Linked DNA regions of Drosophila melanogaster: region 1 is linked to region 2. The links are chromatin contacts, called in public targeted proximity ligation maps. All regions are on one chromosome and are shown on one strand. The core of a region is the stretch at or near the end of the contact, and the rest is flanking DNA. Distances in the headings are between cores, read along the strand shown. Region 1 overlaps Ddr (Discoidin domain receptor). Region 2 holds the start of CG9175.

Region 1 (3,540 bases), core at 414-2,913, 190 kb before region 2:
AAACACTTTGGCATGGACGAAAACCTGAAATAAGGAAACGGATCGACGGATTATAGTAAGGGAGCAAAATGAACAAATCTTTGAATGGGTTTTGCGTTCAAAGAATTGTTACACGAAACCAATTAATTCTTGCTCGCGGCTTTCCCAGATAATTTATACAGAGTTCAGATACATAGTTGTATTAATTAATATTCAACCATCGTAATCAGCAAATGCATGGACAGGTGTTGGTGCACACACCTTTTTTCGATTGTGTGAACTTTGATTCGTATACAATTAGTATTTGTAATCTTATGCCCTACCGCCAATTTTGGTTAGAGTCACAAAATTGGTTATGGTCAGTTGTGAAAGCGACTTGTAGTATAGTCAAACAAAAACACCTCAACTTCTTAAATGGCTTGGACTGGTAGTATCGCCTATTTTTGGACAGCCGGATGTAGAGTGTTGTGTGAGTTGTAGTTTGCACCTAAGAATGGCTAATGAGTTGTACATCTAATGTCTCAAAGCTAAAGCTAAAATTGTTTAAGAAATATAAGTACCGTAAATCAATAAGCCACCACCTTGACATCCAAGACAAGTTGAACACTTCAAATCAAATTAACATCAAGAATGATCAAGAATATGTTTATAATTACAATATGTGTTAGCATCTTAATCTTTGTATCACATTTATATGCTAAGGTGTATAAATTTCGGAAAAAAATCTAATTATTGGAGTTCCGTTCCTTAATAAACCGCAAACTTTACAGCCAATTGGCAGCAGCTTTAAAGCGGCATATAAAATTTCAATTACCACAAATCTCGGATTTGATGCCGCCACTTGGGGCGCAGATGGAGTTTCTTAGATTCACCTGGAGGCATGGAGGCACTCAAGACCCCATTAGCCGCTCAATTCTGGTTTCGGTTGCCCCGTAATTTACAGAGCCTCTATGTCGTCGGCTGTTATGATTTTCATTTTTACGACTTTTCATTACCATTATCATTCGGTTGGACCAGTCTTCGCTATCAAACGACCCATTAGTCATGAAATTACGAAGTGAGCTTCTCAGCAGATCAACGTTGGCCACTTTGCGGTCGTGTCGTAAATAGTGGAAATGCCATTTATGACGCATTGATAAGCCTCAAAATTACACTGAGTGCGTTTTAATTATGAGACGCGTGTGGCCCTCCACACACCACCTGTTGGATCAAAAGACAAGCCAGCCCAACCGCACATCGTGGTCAGTGGTCTGGCCAAGATTAAGGACTTTTTTCCCATTCACTTTGAGGTCTGTTTGTTTGACTTTGCCCTCAGCATTAGTAATGAGCAGCTCTCATCCCACCAAAATGCATAACAAATATACTGTCCAGATTAAACGGGTATGCAGTCGTAGCCATCTTAATTAAATAGGTATAACAATATATAGTTAAATAGCAATATGTTCTTTAAAAGGTATTTTTAAAAACTTGAGAGATTAACGAAAAATGTTTATGGCGTTCCTTGAACAAGGTGGGAGTGTTCGAAAAAAGTAAACACTGTACAATCATTTTTGTGGCATAGCTATTTGTTTACATGGCATCCAGAGTTCAGATAAAGATATATGTATGTGCACTTTTATTTATATATACGCACTCACGCTGTTTGTTTACTTTCGATAAAGAGACTGCAGTGAGTAAGGAAATGACTTGATAATGGGTGCACTGGATACCCCGCGATTCCCCTCCATTCCATACTCGTAAGTACTCCGAGTCGGACCCCAAGAGCTCCCCATATCAATTTTAGTTTGTTTAGGTTCGATTGCGTCTTCGGTTTGTTTATAAAAAGCGTTTTTTTTCGATTTTTTTATTATTATTGCTTTGGGTGGAAGTTGCTGGAAATGTTTAGCTCTTATTTGCTCATTTCGCCGCCAGTTTGTCTGGCGAGGGACCCCCATTTGTGGTTCCAGGCAACCCATTGCGTTTTTGCTTTTACGATTTACTTCAACGGAATTTTGTAGATGTGGTGATTAAGTGAATAGCACTAGTTAACAAGTAAAATAAAAAATTAAGTAGGGCAAGCAAGATTACCTTAAGATGTGTTTAATCATTGATTTAAGGGCTTACGGAAAAAGCTTGATTTTAGTTGGTTTTTGTGTTTAACTTTTTATTTACCTGAACATCTTTGGAAAACATGTTGTTGGTGTGTATGATAACAGCACTTAAATTCCGAACTGTCTCAAACTCGAATATGATTTCAACTGGACGCCCGAGCAAAGTGTCGTTTCGCCAGCCAATCCATTCGTAACCTGACAAAGTGTTACAATTTTCAAAAGAATTGAACTTTAAAATGCTTCGACAATCGTACCTTTGCCAAGGCCATTAATATCGGCTCGAAAGTTGTCCTTGCCCCGCTGACCATCAACAAGTTGGCCCAAACCGTTGACATAATGATCACCCTCCTCGTATCCATCGTAGGTTTTGTCCGACAGATCGATGTCCATGCCCCTCTGCATGCCCTTGGGAATACTGTACGATACAATTCCCTCTGCAAAAGGGAAATAAATATATTTTAATAAAAATATATAAATATTCGCAGAAAATTAATGCTCAGATTATCATTTTACGGGAATTGAAAGTGTACTTTCCCATCGCCAAACTTAATTTTTGAACTAGTACTTTTAGTCTTCGGACTCGTAATAATTTATTTTCTGTCCGACTTTCATTACATTGCAGCTAAGGCCTCAGGCCACGAGTAAGATCGAATGGGGCGATATAGGGGTCAGGGGTTCCAGGTTCCTATGGTGTGGGAGTGGGGTCGGGGTTGGGGGCATAACTCATGGCAAGCGAATGGGCACCTACCTTCCCAGGCACAGCCGACGATCTCGGCGCGCAGGCAGACGGTGCGATCGTACTGGCTGTAGGGATAGAGTCGCACCTTGGACGCAAAGACGCTGGGCTGGAGCACGTTCTCCACCTCGCTGTAGGTGTTTATGTTGCCGGGCAGCACCTGGAACGAGAGAAGGGAGTTGGGGCCCAATTGGGGCAGGCATTACAAATGGGTGGCTGGCATGTGGTGTGTAGGTGGCAACCTGATCGCCAAAATACTATCATGAGCAGGCGAAATAAAAACAAAAGCGCTAAAATTGATTTCACATTGCTGGCAGCCAGCAAATCGATGGAACGGGTTCGAGTTCGCTTTCCAGCCGCGACACCTACGCAATTTTCTCAACTCCTCCACTTGCCAGTAATTCGCACGTAAATTGATTCGCTTAAAGATTCAATATCTTCAACACACTCTCCGCTCGAACCCAAGTCCCCAGATGGTTCAGATGGTTATCTACACTTGCCCCGGCCTGCTCATGATTAATGTGTGAATGGACAAAGCATAGAGTATCTTCGCAAACAGACTTTTTCTCACAGAGATCCTATTTGTTTAATGGTTTATTCCGATATAAACTCACTTTGGAGTAAACTAAAACTGTGAGTTATTTTTGCGAATTGCCTTTTCCACACCATAGTTTGATTTCCTGCTTTTATAAGTGCCTTCAGCTCACCTCTTTGCCTTGGAGGCTCCTCCATCGA
Region 2 (3,876 bases), core at 629-3,128:
ATTTAGATAGTCGCTGACAGCACTTTCAACTCCGTTAGGGCATTCAAATTACATTCAAGTACATACTTTATGTGTGTATCATATGTACAATGTACCACCACACAAAGTTCATATAATGCGTACATACACACTGATCTGCACTTTGTTACGGGAAAAAGAAGAGGTACAAAGCGCGAGGGAAAAGCAACAAAAGAGCTCTGCGCAAGTTGCTGTTGGTGCAATTGCGCAGTGGCGAAAAAAGGGATCTTGCACTGGATCAAACCAGATTGCACTCGAGGTTCAGAGGCCACTCACCTGTAGATTGCTTTCCAATGAAATAAGTTAGCACATGTACAGTTAATAATAGCATTCAAATAACGATAGACACACTGGACACTTTTGAATTGTTAACAGTTAAAATACGGTGCGAGAACTTCGGCAGTTGTTTTTTACAGTTGTGATCGCGTCGGCGAAAATTAAGCGAATGAGCAAGGAAGAAACAGAAAGCAGAGAAGAAAACGAAAGCAGCGACGCGGCGTCGCGATCGGTGAGCACCAGCTGGGCTTTGTTGTTGTTGCTGACCTGGAAGCTGTGCGAGTGGAAAAGAGATGGCGCCAGTGCGTCTTTTGTTTGTTTTCTTTTGTCGGTTATAATTCAAATGACAATTTTGAATTTATTATGTACGCCCAAAAAAGTCTGTTGAATCCCAAAAGTAAGATCCTAAACTTTTCAAATAAATACGAATGAGTGTTGTGACACTTCAAAAGAAACACAAGGACAACGAACTTGATTATGTCTTCCTTTTTGAAGCTTTTTATTCATTTAATAATTATAAATAATATACATACATACGTACATCCACTTGAATCAGGTTAACAATATTGACATATCACTTAAGCCACCTTGACTTCGATAAAAGTGAAATTTGATCAAAGTGCCGGAAAAACTTGTTCACGCACTATGAAAATAATTATAACAAAACTAGTTTAGGTGCGTAGACAGTAGACAGTTTTCACTTTAACGCCCATTTAAATTTAAATACAGCCTATACGATCTATGGCAAAATTGATGAGAAATTTAATTGAAATCTGATAAAGTTATCAACGCAGAGTTGACAAAAGTCAGAAAATAGCAATAAGAAACACCTAATAGAGAATTTAAGATGCTGCAGATTTGAACAATAACTCGTTCAACACGTTTCACACCTTTGTCTGATATATGTACATACATAAATAACTCCCACGTAAAGGAGTATATAAATATGACTTCGGAGTCCCCTTTGTGCCGCCCACCAGCGATTGAAGGTCATTTTGTCACAACAAAGAACCAGGAAGACCACTGCTGAGCTCCACCGCATTAATGACAATCCTGAAATATTATAATTTCTTATTTCACTTGGAAAAAAGAATTCCTTTTTCAAGTTGTTGCAGGGGAGAAATTTGTCTACTTTCTTTTTAATAAAATTTTATTACAAGTACAATTAAGCCTATCTCGTTCTTAAAGGTAGGTACCAGTAGGTACTGGTTATGAGGTGGATCATTGAACATTTCAAACAGGGTACATGGTATATTGTACCTTAAGGTACAAGGTAAAGAAGACAAGCCACGTTATGCAGCGTACTGGGTGCAATATACGCGTTGCAAAATAAATATCGCAATATACTTGAATTCTTATGTATATAAAAATGGTTAACAATTATGTACTTAAAAACATTAAGCTTATTGCGATAATTTTTAAAGTTACCTATCGATTAGAGAACAGCTGTGAATATTTTGATATTTCCAGCTGTTAACATTGCAGCCCATCAGCTGTTTGCTCACGTCACCAGTCTGGCAGCCCTGTTCATCAGCTGAAGACAGCTGACTGCTATGGCACCAATCACCAATCTGCCTATCGATGTATCGATACCTCGCCCTGCCACCGCTATTCAGTGTACGTGGATTTTTAAGACAACTTTCTCAGTCCAAAACACAATAAGAAAATAGTTCCCATGATTAACGTCCACTGAATCGACCCACAATTCCCAGTCAGTTAACAGCCGGAGTGTGCCAGCGGTAGACCCAATTAGATGTGCCTGCCCCGCGGCCAGAGCTGATAAACTCGAGTCAATCACTCAGCCCCAATCCCTCCGCCCCCAGCGTCCGGTCGATTGTGATATATTATTGATAATGGCCCACACCCGCCGTCCCAGCGACGGCCTGCTGGCCCGCGTGAACTTCCCGCTGTACGCCGTGGACATGCTAACCAGCCGCCACATTCTGGTAGCCGGAGGCGGTGGCTCCAGCAAAACGGGAGTGGCGAACGGCTTTGTATGAACTCAGCTCGCTCCGCCGCATTCTTGTGATGTTTCTAATCGACGATTGATCTTTCCAGGAGATCTATGAGCTGTACCACAACGGCAGCCACTTCTGCGCGGAGGAGGTTTTGCGCCATGAGACCGGCGCCAATGTGGTGATGAACTTCGCGGTGCGCAATGGCGGCCGGAGGGGCTATCTGTGCGCCGGCCAGGAGGCGCACTGTCAGATGTACTACGTCCAGCCGCGCGTTCAATCCGAAGAGGATGGGAATGGAAACGGTGTGGGCGTCGGGGACGGCAAGCCTGCTCCGGAGGAACGGCCGCACGAGAACGGCAACGTGCGCCAGCGAAACGCACACTCGGGCGTGGAGCCAGTGGCCAACGGGCACAGGCCACCCCTTTCCACCGCCGACATATTGCGTCAGTTTCGGCGACTGCATTTCGACATCCAGGCGGCGGATGTGATCCAGACGGACTTCCTCAAGGGCGCCGAGCCCCTGCAGCGCGTGGTGCGCATCAGCGGTAATGGCCGTCTGATGGCCACTGGCGGCACGGACGGAAAACTGCGCGTCTGGACGTTCCCCCAGATGACGCTGGCCGCCGAGCTGGCGGCACACAGCAAGGAGATCGATGACCTGGACTTCAGTCCCGACAGCAAGCTAATTGCCAGCATCTCCAAGGATGCACAGGGCTTGGTGTGGGACCTGGCCAGCGGCCAGCTGCAACACAAGCTGCAGTGGAAAACGCCCGAGGGGGCCAAGTACCTGTTCAAACGGTGCCGCTACGGAACCGTGGAGGCGCAAAAGGATAACTACCGCCTCTTTACCATTGCCAATCCGCTGGGCAAGGTGGGAAAGCAGCGTGGCTTCCTGCAGCACTGGGACTGTGCCAGCGGGCAACTGCGTCAGGCTGTGGCCATTGACGAAAGCCTCTCGTCACTGGCAGTGCGGGATGATGGTCGATTCGTGGCCGTCGGCACGATGTTCTCAGGCAGCGTATCCATGTACATTGCATTCAGTCTGCAGGTGAGCAGAGGCAACTAATCAAAGTGTACGTTAATAGTCTTAACTCCAATTCTTTGCTTACGTTTTGCAGCGCGTGCTCCACATTCCCCATGCACACTCCATGTTCGTAACTGGCCTCCAGTTCCTGCCTATTACCAACGAGGAGGGACCGCCCATTTCCAGCGACACGGAGGCAGCCGTTCTGTCCATTTCGGTGGACAACAAAGTCTGCATCCACAGTCTGTCCCAAAGACGTAAGCAATAAAATTGGTGTAAAATTGGAAATTATCTCACTGCCAACTTCTTTTTAGGTACAATCCCCGCCTGGATTGCCATCGTCTTTCTGATTGTCATGATTTTCGCCGTGTTCGTGCTGTGCTCCTACATTGGCATCTGATGCTCAATGGCCAGAAGAGAGTTATTCGATTTGCATTATTAGTTTGTAAACAGGGTTTAGTTTTCTGCAATAAGCCACAACTCCTCCCCCCCCCAGCACTCCCAGCGTCGTCCCACCCCTCCTCCATCATGTTAATTAGTTTAAGTGCATAGTTTGTGCCGGCTGCCTTATCTCTTATACTAATTGCAATGTTTGCTTAG

Evidence for each region.
Region 1: a targeted proximity ligation map of the Kc167 cell line shows a contact between it and region 2, with 5 times the contacts expected there. A contact is called at or near these places in 5 of 107 Hi-C or Micro-C datasets (the Kc167 cell line, the S2 cell line, embryo and 2 more) and 3 of 7 datasets of targeted methods (the Kc167 cell line and the S2 cell line).

What each region holds. Positions count from the first base shown.
Region 1 is chr2L:6,289,969-6,293,508 of dm6, reverse strand. It overlaps Ddr (Discoidin domain receptor), which reads right to left. Exons shown (of 17, transcript NM_001298737.1): 4 at 3,513-3,540; 5 at 2,818-2,965; 6 at 2,324-2,503; 7 at 2,131-2,264; 8 at 1-24. Among named protein-coding and RNA genes, the nearest start is that of CG43922, 17 kb to the left of the region's middle.
Region 2 is chr2L:6,096,968-6,100,843 of dm6, reverse strand. It overlaps CG9175, which reads left to right and starts at 1,878. Exons shown (of 5, transcript NM_164681.3): 1 at 1,878-1,911; 2 at 2,007-2,288; 3 at 2,353-3,300; 4 at 3,371-3,533; 5 at 3,591-3,876. The coding sequence starts at 2,148. The coding sequence ends at 3,676. stai (stathmin) reads right to left here and starts at 467. Exons shown (of 7, transcript NM_164682.3): 1 at 295-467.